2 separate regions of the Mus musculus genome follow, and region 1 is linked to region 2. A link is a contact called in public Hi-C data. All regions are on one chromosome and are shown on one strand. The core of a region is the stretch at or near the end of the contact, and the rest is flanking DNA. Distances in the headings are between cores, read along the strand shown. Region 1 has its middle 21 kb from the start of Pabpc1. Region 2 overlaps Ywhaz (tyrosine 3-monooxygenase/tryptophan 5-monooxygenase activation protein, zeta polypeptide).

Region 1 (6,121 bases), core at 49-2,548, 190 kb after region 2:
GTTGCTTTCTTTTCTGTAATTGAGATTATTTTATAAATGTTCTTCAACTTGAGTTCATTGTCATGTCCTTAACATTAGCTCCAGGCAAAGGGCTCTCAGTCTGCACATGGCTGCACCCTCACCCCTCGCTCGCCTCAGCAGTCATTCACTAAACTCTTTCTCCTGACCAGCAGTTTGTAGAGATTCTCAAACTCCCTGTCCTTCCAAGCTTCTTCCTCCTAACAGCACCAGCACTTGCTTCTTGGTTGAGTCGCCTATCTGCGCATGGTGACTTTCTGTTTCATAGCTCTTGATATGGTAAGGAAGGTTATCTCCACAGCTGCTGATAGATTACCAGGGAAACCCCACTATTAATACTTTTAAACTCAGTTTACAATCTATCATGTTGGATAGATCTCGGATGTTCTCACTTTCTCAGACATTGTCTGTAAGGCGCTCTTGTATCCTGTGAGCCCCACTCATGAGTTTTAACTTCAAGGTTTATAATTTATACCTAAGTTCATCCTAGCCCTAGAACCTGACACTATATCTATCTTATACATATTTTAGACATTGTGCATGTGGGATGTGTGTTTCTGTCTGTGTGGGTGGTGTCAGGATGAGTGTACACATCTATCTATCAGGACAACTTTCATGGATTGAACGAGGGCTTTGGTGGCAAGCACCCTTCCCTTTAAACCACTGGACCTGCCTTCCACCCTTCCTTAATTGTGAAGACTTCTCTTTTGAGACAGGGTCTCACAGTGTAGCCTACCTAGGCTGACCTTGAACTCACTGTGTAGTCTAGGCCAGCCTCAGAACTTGTTGCCCCAGCTTTCCGAGTGTTTGGATTATAGCAGGGGTCTCTCTCAACCTTTGCATAGTGGCTCTTTGGGTGGGACCACCCTTTCACAGGGGTCACAGAGAGTTATATACATCATGATTGGTAGCAGTAGCAAAATTACAGTTATCACATAGCAAAGTAATTGAATGGGTAGGGTCATGACAATATAAAGAACTGTATTAAAAGGTCGGAGCCGTGGGAAGGCTGAGAGGCACTGGACTAATAGGCATCTTAGACACACTACCACATCTAAGACTTCTGTACTGGGTATGGGTCACTTATTTACAATGCATGTTAGAGATAGCTTTCAATTTGTATTCTGTCTTAGCTTGGTATATGGTGGCTTTCGGCAGAAAGGGACTTGATTTTGCTTTGGTTTGACTGGTCTCAGTCTTCACAACCTCCTTCCTCCCCTTCCAAGTACCTGACCTTAAAGACAGGTTTCCTTAACTGGGAGCTCACTACCTGACCAGGCCGCCCGGCCCGGCCCAGGCTCCCCAGCCGCAGTGTGCACAGTGCTCCCTGCAGCACCTGGCTCTGGAGCAGGCCCCATGCTTTTTGCTCCTCCCAGCTACTGTGTGGTTGCCGGGAACTGAACTCAGAACCTTCGGAAGAGCAGTCAGTGAGTGCTCTTAGCCACTGAGCCGTTTCTGCAGCCTGTACTCTTGATTCTTCAGGCGGTCCGTTCCACTTGCAGCAACATGATACCTAACAGGAAAGATATTTTCAGAACTCTTACATATTCAAGAGTGCTTCCTAGTTTAATTCATTTGGTAATTGAACATTTCTTGTTAAAGTTCATTAATGCTTAAAGTATTAATACTTAGAAATACTTTGTGGTTGAACTTATAAATGCTTGTTTCTCCCATTATATTCCAACTGGTTACTATTTTTAATGCAAGCTTTCATTTTTTTTATTACATTTATTTTGTGTATGTGCTAGAGCACACAAAGTTATCCAAGGACAACATGGTGGAGTTGGTTCTCTTCTACTGTGCGAGGATCAAACTCAGGCTGTCAGGCTTAGCAGCCAGCACAGTGACTGACTGAACCATCTGCCAGCCCATTGATTTGTTTGTATGTTAACTACATCCAGTTACATGGGTTTTTAAATTATTTCTTTCCCTAGAGCAGTTACTTTCAACCTGTGGGTTGTAACCCTTCTAGGGGTCAAATGGCCCTTTCACATCAGATAGCCTGCATATCAAATATTTACATTACAGTTCACAACAGTAGCAAAATGACAGTCATGAAGCAGCAGCAGCAACAACAACGACAACTATGGTTGGGGGTCACCATGATCTGAGCAACTGTATTAAGGGTTTACAGGACTGGGAAGGTTGGTATCTTAGGGTTTCCAATGTTGTGAAGAGACGACATGACCAAGGCAATTCTTACAAACATTTAATTGGGGCTGGCTTACAGGTTCAGAGGTTCAGTCCATTATGATGGTGGGAAGTGTGGCAGCGTCCAGGCAGACATGGTGCTGGAGGGGCTGAGAGTCCCTTCCACCTCCTGTGCCAAAGGCAATCAGAAGACTACTGTTCTCCAGGTAGCTAGGAGGAGGGTCTCCAGGTCCACCCTCACAGTGACACACGTGTTACAAGACCACACTTTCTAATAGTGCCACTCTGGACCAAGCATATTCAAACCACCACAGTTGGGAACCACTGTTGTGGAGTTTGGCAGTCCTATCTTACCTTACGGCATTCATCCTGAGGTAGATTCCGGTTTTCTGACTCACTTCTGTGCAACTCCTCTGATCATGCTGAGACGACTTCTGATGTCTCAGCGTTGAGTGAGATGCTGTCTGCTGAGTGGAGACGGATAGTTCCATACAGACACACTAACTTCATATAGGTTACTGTTCAAATATGATATGTGCATATATTATCATGCTAAAGAAATTAAGTATTGTGTGGATATGTGTGCATATAGAAGTCTACTACGAATTGTATTCTTTAATTCATTTGAATATTTATGAGCCAATTAAAAAAATAGATGCTTTCCAGGCAAGTGAGGTCATCCGCCCACGTGCACTGATACGGTCACCAAGGGATTCTCATCTCACTTGTTATCACTAACTACGGAATGTGACATGGAATGTGGCGAGTTTTGATGTGGCACATCCTCACTAATCCTCACTACCATTTCTTTTTATTTGAAGAAGTGTGTGATTCTTTTTGTTCTATCTGCACGTTCAGCTGCAGGTTAGAAGAGGGCATCAGATGCCAGTAGAGATGGTTGTGAGCTACCAGGTGGTTGCTGGGATTTGAACTCAGGTCTCTGAAAGAACAGACAGTGCTCTTACTGCTGAGCCATCTCTCCAGCCCTCATGTTTTTATTCTTTTTGCTCTTTTTAAAAAATGATTTATTTATTTTTATTTTATGTGCATTGGTGTTTCGCCTGCATGTATGTTCATGTGAGGGTGTCGGGTCCCCTGGAACCAGAGTTACAGACTGCCGTGTGGGTACTGGGAATTGAATCCAGGTCCTCTGGAAGAGCAGCCAGTGCTCTTTATCCACCAAGCTGTCTTTAGAGTCCCTGTGCTGCTTTTCCTGTTGAAACTTTTTTTCCTCTTGTCTGCCAGTTTTTATGTTTTTGACTGTTCTACTCCAAGACTTGAAGTCTTCTGTATCTCCCAATCTTTTATTATTTATTTATTTATTTTTTGAGACAGGGTTTCTCTGTGTAGCCCCGGCTGTCCTGGAACTCACTGTGTAGTCCATGCTGGCCTCAAACTCAGAAATTCACCTGCCTCTGCCTCCCAAGTGCTGGGATTAAAGGCTGTATCCCTCAGTCTTGAACTCATAGTCTACCTACCCTAGCCTTTCCAGTGCAAGGATTATGGTCCTAGATCAATATACCTGGCTTGGTCTGTACATTTTAAATGACATCTTTCATTTGTTTTGTAGGTCTCATGTAGCCTAAACTGAACTCAGATTGGCTATGTAGCAGAGGGTGGGGCAGAGGCTCTGGGGCAGAGGCTATTGTAGTAGAGGCTGTGGCAGAGGCTGTGGGGCAGAGGCCGTGGGGCAGAGGCTATTGTAGCAGAGGCTGTGGGGCAGAGGCTCTGGGGCAAAGGTTGACCTTGGACTTCTGACTTTGCTTTCTGCTCCCAGCATCAGGTTCCTGCCATGCAGGATTACACCACCTCCCCAACTCAGAATATTGTTATTAATATGATATGAATTTTGACATAAATCTTATTTTGAAAAGTATAGTAACTCAATCTAAAGTCATATTTTTCTTTTTCAACACTTTAATTAAAATATGTTAATTATCCATAATTATGGGCTTTATCATGACAAGGCCATCCTCTGTTATATGCAGCTGGAGCCATGGGTCCCTCCATGTATACTCTTTGGATGGTGGCTTATTCCCTGGGAGCTCTGGGGGGTCTGGTTGGTTGATATTGTTGTCCCTCCTATGGGGCTGCAAACCCCTTCAGCTCCTTCAGTCCTTTCCATAACTCCTCTGTTGGGGTCCCTGTGCTCAGCCCAATGGTTGGCTGTGAGCATCCGCATCTGTCTTGGTCAGAATCTCGCAGAGCCTCTCAGGAGACAGCTGTATCAGGCTCCTGTCAGCAAACTCTTTTTGGCATCAGCAATAGTGTCTGGGTTTGGTGTTTGAATATGGAATGGATCCCCAGGTGGGGCAGTCTCTGGATGGCCTTTCCTTCAATCTCTGCTCCACTCTTTGCCCCTGTATTTCTTTTAGACAGGAGCAATTCTGGGTTAAAATTTTGGAGATGAGTGGGTGGCCCCATCCCTAAACCAGAAGGCAAGGGGCATGGCTAACCTCTAGATATGGTCTCAACAGGTCCTATCTCCCCTATGTTAGGTATTTCAGCTAATGTCATCCCCATGGGGTCCTGGGAGGCTCTTGCTTTCCTGGCATCTGGGACTTTCTGGTGGCTACTTGTAGTTCCCCATCCCCTATTGCTATACACCTCTGTTCAATTTCCTGTCCCACTGTACATCTCCCCTGTCTCTTCCCATACCTGTTCCTGCTCCTCCTTTTTTCCCCTCCTCCTTCTCTCCTTCTTCCAAATCCCTCCCACCTTTTTTTTTTTTTTTAGTTCTGAGGTTTGACCCTGGGGCTTGACCATGTGAACCAAGTGGTCCCACCACTGAGTCACATCTACAGCTACAACTCCTTTAAACATTTCACTTGAAGGGTCTAGTGATGGTGGCACACTCCTTTAATCCCAGAACTGAATGGGCAGAGGCTGGCAGATCTCTGAGGCCAACAAAGTCTACACAGCAAGTTCCAGGACAGCCAGTGCTACACAGAAAAGCCCTGTCTCAAAGTTACTTCAAGAGTCTTGTCATTCAAGCAGCTGAGATTAAACATGTATGCCGTCACAGTGGGCTCCAGCTTTTAAAACTTGGGTTGACTGTTTATTGTTGAGGTGTAGTTGTCTGTGTGTCCTGGATCCCAGCCCTAGGCCACATGAGTGCTGTGAGTGTTTTCTTCTGTTTCGTGATTATGCCCATTCAATACTTCATGACCTCTTGACCTCACCCCATGTGGGATAACTGAACTTGGACACCATGAAAATGTGGCAAAAGCAAAAGGTTTTTAAAGTTCAGCAAGCAGAAAATAATTCAGAAATCCAATGTACAGTGGGTCTAAGGCCTCTCTGGCATTGTGCGCGCAAACTGCGCATGGTGGCTTTGACGCAGCCTTGATTCTGAGCATACGGCAGGCACACATCAGACTCTGCATGCTGTCCCACCCTACCCATAGTCCCTGCCAGAAATGGCTCAGCTCAAGTTTGTGACTCTTGGGTGTTATGATGGTAGCATTGTACTGTACACACGATGGTTTCTGTCTGTATAGAAACATGATTCAGTTATGGGAAGCATGGGCCATGAATATTCCCTCCTGCCACTCTGAAGCCCGTGTCAGGTAAGCACAGTCTAGATTATATTGTATTTACTTGTTTATTTTCAGTCCTTTGAGACAGGCTCTTACTATGTAGCTCTACCTGTCCTGGAACTTACTATGTAGACCAGGCTGGTCTTGAAGTCAGAATTCTGTTTTCCTCTCAGTCCTGAGTGCTGGGTTTAAAGGCATGAGCCACCATGCCTGGTTTATGTTTAGTTTTTAAAACTGCCATTTGAAGCTGGGTGGTGGTGGCACATGCCTTTAATCCCAGCACTTGGGAGCAGAGGCAGAGAGGCAGGTGGAGCTCTGTGAGTCCAAGGCCAGTCCAGTCAAAGGTCAAGTTCCAGGACAGCCAGGGCTACACAGAGAAACCCTGTCTCAAAACAAAACAAAACAAAACAAAA
Region 2 (6,452 bases), core at 223-2,722:
ATGGTTAGTTTGGAGCAACTGAGGTTACAGTTTGTAAGCACTCACCCCTTCAGCCACAAGGGGGAGTAAAAGACTTAAAACTCAGAAACAGTGGATAGGTTAAATTCATAGCTTAGCTTTCTAGTTAAGATTTTAAGAGAACTAGAAATGATGGTAAATCCTGTAGGGTAAAGTGCTGGGGAAAGTTTGCGTGGGAAGACTTGCACAAGAAATGTTAACCATGTTTTTGTAAAGTAGATTGCCTCTTTGGGGGTATTTAGTACTAAATGATGTGATGGCACAGAGGCAGAGGCTCGGTCAGGTTTGGAGGCTCACTCTCACTCTGAGTCACATTAAAGTTCAGCTGCGTTTTCAAATTTTAGTTTATTAGTTTTAGGGATCATTTTAGTGTGTTTTTTATTTGTGTGTGTATGTATTGATTAAAGTCTTTGAAGTCCTGCTCCTCCTGCCTCTACCTCGCAAGTGTTGGCACTTCCATATCCAGCTTTTTGTGTTTTGAAATAGGGTATAATTCATACCAAAGCTTGGGCTGGCCTCAGACTTGAGCAGTCTTCCTCCCAAGTGCTAGGGTTATAGGCACAAGCACCAACCCCAGCTTAGGACTTGTTCTTGCTAATGTGTTTCCTTCATGACCATTGATGGCAGTTCTTGCAGTAAGTGTAGGAAGTGAGAACTGTCCTCCCAAATCTTACGTTTACAGGTGCATCATTGCTTCTGTGCTGTCTCTGAAATTTTGAAATACAGAAATAAACTGATGTAGGAAGAAAGTGAAGCAAGCTCTTACAGTCTTTAGAAGCTCTTGATACTTTAAGGGTTTCTCTTTAAACAAATATTTTAACTCTGTGCGCGTGCGTGCACGCAGTCGTGCACCTAAACCACAGGACACTTTGCAGGAGTCAGTTTTCCTTCAGTGGAGGTCTGAAACATTGAGATCATGCCACCAGTCTTGGCATGAGGCCTTTAGCCAGCGAGACATCTTACCTGCTTGCGCGCTCTCTCTTTCTTTCTTTCTCTCTCTCTTCCTTCCTTCCTTCCTTCCTTTCCCCAAATGTGTGTCTGTTCATCACATGCATGCCTGGTACCCTTAGAGGCCAAAGGATCCCCTGGGGACTGGCGGTCCTGATGGTTGGGAGCCTTGGTTATCTGGAAGCGCAGCCAGCGTTCTTAACCAATGAGCCATCTCTCCAACCTCAATTTTTATGATTTAACCAGGAGTCTAACAAAATTGTTCCCTTAAAGGTTTTACCTAAATATAATGTTGACCCATTGTATTTATTAGATGGTTCCGGAATTCTATTCCCCTGCACAGCTGACTTACTGTCTGTTAGCTGGGCAACTTTTCCGGCAGCTTTTTATGGTCTTGGTGTTCCTTTCCTGGCACACGGTTTGCTTGCATTTGTAATTCTTTGTCACATGACTTCAGGCTCTCTTTGGGGCAGAGGTTCAGGTGTGGTGTCACATTACAGTGAGCAAGCCATGCTTGGGAAGTGTGCTTTGTCCTGCTACAGCACCAGCACTGCAGTCTGTTGGTACAGTAAAGGGCTTTGACGGGAAAAACCTGACTGATGGCCATTGTCTCAAAATCGGCCCACAGGAGGCCTGAGAATACCCAGGTCTCATCAAACAAAACCTTTAAAAGTATCCACTTTTTTTTTTTTAAAGGGTAAACTATAAATTACTTTGTTAAAAGTTGTGTGATCTATATGGGCTGGAGAGATGACTCAGCCAGTAAGAGCACTGACTGCTTCCAAGGTCCTGAGTTCAAAACCCAGCAACCACATGGTGACTCATAACCACCTGTAATGAGATCTGATGCCCTTTTCTGGGGTATCTGAAGACAGCTACAGTGTACTTACATATGATAAATAAATATTTTTTTTAAAATTGTATGATCTAAAATGTCTTTGCTCTAAAAGGGGGGGCAGGGGAGGAAATGTGCTCTCAAATTTCTAGGAAATCTGAGGATTCATGATTGATTGGGGATACTTTTCCTGGGATAAAATGGAAAGCAAACCTTGAAATTAACGTAGTGAAACAAGATACTTGTGCTACCTCGATGACCAGTTTCTCACTGGTCTTTGTTGACCTTTGGTCTAGAGAGTGATTTCCTCTGTCTCATGCAAGTGTAGACAGCCTGCTATGTGGCTGCAGCTTGGGAATGCTTGTGCTTGCTCTGACACCTCTGTGTCCTCCAAAGTGAGCACTTGGGGTGTCAGAGACACAGAATATTTTTTTTTCTCTTAGGAAAATATTCATTATCTGATAGAATCAGCCTCAGTTTATATTGTATCTTAATTGTTTAAAAATTAAATAGTGAGCTTTGTTTATTTTTGTATTTGAGAGATGGGTCTTTAAGGTACTAAGATAATAAAAATTTTTCTACTGAAGCTTGTTGTAAAATTCTTGTTTTTAAAGTAGGCTGTTGAAGAATTCATTCATTGTAATTCAGTCAGAATTTAATATTTGAGTGTCTTAGAAGCAGGCAACATGATGGGTTTTGGGTAGTGGTGTTTAGCTTATAAAATTTAAACCCATGAGACCCTACTACTCTACCTTATAGTAGGGTGGAGGCATGATCACTTGAGCCTATGAGTTCAGTTTACACCTGGGCAGTGTTGAGGTTGTAGCTTAAAGAACAAAACTGACTGCGTGAAAGTTAAAAGGTGTAAAATTGTTTTAATAATTGTACCTACTCTAAGAAAACAAAGGACAAACTAAGCCTTCCATTTTCTCTATCTTCCAGTAACACTAGTCCCTGACTGCCTTACAAAGGATATGTCCTTGTTCTCCTTAAACTAAAACCTTTGGAAGTAGACACAATAGAGGTGAAACTCAAGTGCCTATAAAAATTAGGTTTAGGAAGAATGTGTTAGCATTAAAAAGTATTTTAGCCCACATTTTTATTTCCTGTTCTTTGGAAGTGGGTGGACAGTATAAACAGTTGCTGTATTTTAAGGTGAGCAGCATGTAGCACATGTGACTAGAAAGTTACAGGCATTAGCAGTGATATGCAGGCACTTGAGAGTCATTCTTCACTCATCCTCCTGTGCAGTCATGACTATTTCCATGACAGTACAAGCAATCAGCATTATTGTCTATTATCTTACTGTTTTCTGTGTGGGGTGTTTTGTCTGTATGCATGTGTTTGCACCGTGTGCAGCCTGGTGTCCTTGAAGAGTGGCCAGATTCCCCTGAAACACAAATAGTTAAGGAGCTGCTATCTGGGTTCTATGCACTCACAGTTTAAAAATAAAACATTATATAGTCTTTGGAAGTAGGAGGTTAATTGATAGCCTTTGTACTGATAGCTTTTTCTGTGAGGAAGATGGAGAAATGCAGCTGTCACTCTGGCCACATGAATAGATTCCCAGGCCCCAATACATGCTAGTACCTATTGTAAGTTGAAAGTTACTTTTTCAAATGATTTTGGTTGCTGTTGGTTTGAATAAAAAACTCATGGTTCTGAGGGCCTGTGATTATCCCCAGAATATGTGTGTGTGGCTTTTGTGCATCAAACTAGATGCTTTGTTCATAGGGTCCTCGTTTTATTTCAGAGAGCTTTAGACATTGCTGTGCTTATTCTAAAATGGGTGTTTTGATAGACACACTGAAAGTTAAGTGAGTCACTTAAGTGGGGAGGCTGAGGGATTGCTGTTGATCTGTTACTGCAATTCCCAATAAGGGGTTTGGCTTGGTTTGGTTGGTTTTGGTTTTTCAGAAGGGTCTCAACTGGAACTCTGAAGCATGCTCTAGCTAGACTCAACTGGAACTCAGGAACCGGCTCCTCTGCCTCTTAAGTGCTGGGATTAAAGATGTGTGCCACCACTGCCCTGCTCCTGATATGTTTTTTAGGAATACAGAAATTACTAATAAAGTAGGTTGCTAATTCCCGTGAACATTTATCAACACTTCCCAAAGGAGTATCTGTCCAGCTTTAGGGTTTTCCATTACACCCTCCACACATGCAAGTCGATTCTGTGGCTTTGCTAGGCCAGCACAGGGTCACTGAGATACTTTCCTAACCTTTGGGTGACCTGTGTTGCCTTTAAGTGTTGAGATTACAAAGGTGCGCATGCCAGCTGCCACGTTTGTACATTATGAGGGATAGAGTCACTCACTCTTAACCGTATCTTTATGGCCTATCTACATGCATAGATTAAGCAGTAGGATTAAAATTTGTTCAGTTCTGTCCTCCATCATTGGATTATAGATATTCAAGAATCTCGAGTCTTTTCGGAGAATAGAAACCAGAATCTAGGCACACTTCTTGTAAGAATTGGCATATCTGGGCTTCAGCCCAGATGAGCACGGACATCACTTTGATTTCAAAGCAGTGGTGTTCAAGGAAGTAGGTATGGTGAGAGACTGACTTTTATTTATTCACTCTGTTCTACCTTTTTCTCTCCAATGCAGTTACATTATTTGTTTGAAGTTGGTTTTATTTAGTATGTAACAGTTCCAGTAAGCTCTACACTAATAGTTTTAAGCAAAGCTACAGAATGAAAATTTCCATTTGTGAGGATCTGTAAATAAGAAAAATAAATTGCTATGATGAGATGAAAGGGTTTTTTCCATCTGGCCTTTTCCCTGCCTTGATTTACTTGTTGATTTAATTTTTGAGTTAGTGTCCATTTGCAGTCTAGGCTGGTCTCATCCACAGCAATCCTCCTGCACCAGCACTCTGAACTGCTGGGTTATTAGAAAAATTAAGGTTTTGTTTTGACTTTTACAATTCAGTCTCTGGTGTTTGCTTAACTTTGGTTTGTAAGTGTTGTCTCCTTACTATTTCTGTTTCTTTTCTTCTGAAGTCTCTTTTGGAAAAGTTCTTGATCCCCAATGCTTCGCAACCAGAAAGCAAAGTCTTCTATTTGAAAATGAAGGGTGACTACTACCGTTACTTGGCCGAGGTTGCTGCTGGTGATGACAAGAAAGGTAAGCTGGTTTTGCTTGGCTGAGCTTACATGAAGCAGTTCTGGTGTGGATGCCCACCCTTTGAAGTATTCGTTCTTCCTTCAAGCACTGAGGTGCTGGCTATATGTAGGGCTCTTACTTTCTCTGTCTTGTGTCTTGCCTATTTTGGTATTTTAAACTTGAAGCTTTTTGAAAAGCTATTTGTATAAGAATGTTTCCTCACTGTCTGCATAGGTGTAACCCTAGAGTGGAATGAGGAAATCACTAGACAATGATTGGATGGTTGTGTGTAAGGGTGTTTGGCCTGCACGTGTCTGTGCACATACACATGCCCAGTATTGTTGGAGGTCAGAGCAGCGCAATTGGATGCCCTGGAACTGTAGTTACAGACTGTTGTGAGCTGTCCTTAGGGTTCTGGGAATTTTGAACCAGGCTCCACTGGAAGATCAGTCAGCCAGTGATCTTTGCCTCAGAGTTATCATTTCATCCCAGCCCCACTCTGAGCTGCTCTTCTCTTGACAACAGTAGCGAGTGGCTAGTGTGATCCAGGACAGCATTGTTTGTTTTAAAGAGTATAATTTGATTAAGAATGTCAGAGGACATGTGTGATCGTAAATGAAAAGTTTGGCTTAAGTAAAGCTGCAGCATTGACTTTGAAAATGCATTTTACTGTGTTGCATTATCTAGGAATTGTGGACCAGTCACAGCAAGCATACCAAGAAGCATTTGAAATCAGCAAAAAGGAGATGCAGCCGACACACCCCATCAGACTGGGTCTGGCCCTCAACTTCTCTGTGTTCTATTACGAGATCCTGAACTCCCCAGAGAAAGCCTGCTCTCTTGCAAAAACAGTATGTATTTTACCAGTTCCTTAGGAATTGGGCAGTCTTTGTTATTTGAATTCTGAGGTGTACTTTGTTTTGCATTTGTAGGCTTTCGATGAAGCCATTGCTGAACTTGATACATTAAGTGAAGAGTCGTACAAAGACAGCACGCTAATAATGCAGTTACTGAGAGACAACTTAACAGTGAGTACCTAAGGCAGTCTGCTGGGTATGGCTGGAAAACTGAATACAGTGTCCTATCTACTGTCTAATCACACGAAAAAGAAGACTACCTTATTGAAAACATTGCCAGTATTTATGAGATATCATTTTGGATTTAAATTGTCATAAGTTACTCCTTTGCATTTTCAGGTCTTGAGTAGTTTCTTTGTCATCCCATAGTCAGTTGTGTGCTTATTCAGCACAAGTAAATCATGATCAGGGTTTCCTGTGGTAGAGGAAGAATCGTGAGTTAGTTACAGGCTAGCCTAGACTACATAGTGACAAACCTGCCTGGGCTTCATAACAAGATTCTGTCTCAACCATCACCAAAACAGTAAACTCAAGGCTGTTTGTGTTTAACTTGCCTTAGAAGTTGGTTTTCTTGTCCTTTAGTGTTCTGTTCATGTTTGGCTGTGACAAGTTACACAGCAGAGGCTGAGGGAAACTCAGGTACCTTACCATGTGTGGCCCTTGCTTGCCTGCTCTCTTTCCCAG

The links. A called contact is a pair of places that touch in the nucleus more often than the background predicts.
Region 1: a Hi-C map of embryonic stem cells shows a contact between it and region 2, with 3 times the contacts expected there. The contact joins two enhancer-like sites. A contact is called at or near these places in 1 of 15 datasets of contacts at CTCF or cohesin (large pre-B cells), 34 of 484 Hi-C or Micro-C datasets (the 63-12 cell line, B cells, the Ba/F3 cell line and 22 more), 3 of 115 datasets of contacts at active chromatin or transcription factors (bone marrow-derived macrophages, extraembryonic endoderm stem cells and large pre-B cells) and 3 of 9 other capture datasets (adipose tissue, embryonic stem cells and liver).

Annotation. Positions count from the first base shown.
Region 1 is chr15:36,584,503-36,590,623 of GRCm38.p6, reverse strand. No RefSeq gene overlaps it. Among named protein-coding and RNA genes, the nearest start is that of Pabpc1, 21 kb to the left of the region's middle. Within about 2 kb of position 1,298, at least 2 of the 459 cell types and tissues checked have an H3K27ac peak or open chromatin away from gene starts, as enhancers often do. A contact at or near this core is called in embryonic stem cells, where this site is marked.
Region 2 is chr15:36,774,726-36,781,177 of GRCm38.p6, reverse strand. Ywhaz (tyrosine 3-monooxygenase/tryptophan 5-monooxygenase activation protein, zeta polypeptide) reads left to right here. Exons shown (of 7, transcript NM_011740.3): 4 at 4,809-4,932; 5 at 5,599-5,762; 6 at 5,844-5,939. Among named protein-coding and RNA genes, the nearest start is that of Ywhaz, 17 kb to the left of the region's middle. Within about 2 kb of position 1,472, at least 90 of the 459 cell types and tissues checked have an H3K27ac peak or open chromatin away from gene starts, as enhancers often do. A contact at or near this core is called in embryonic stem cells, where this site is marked.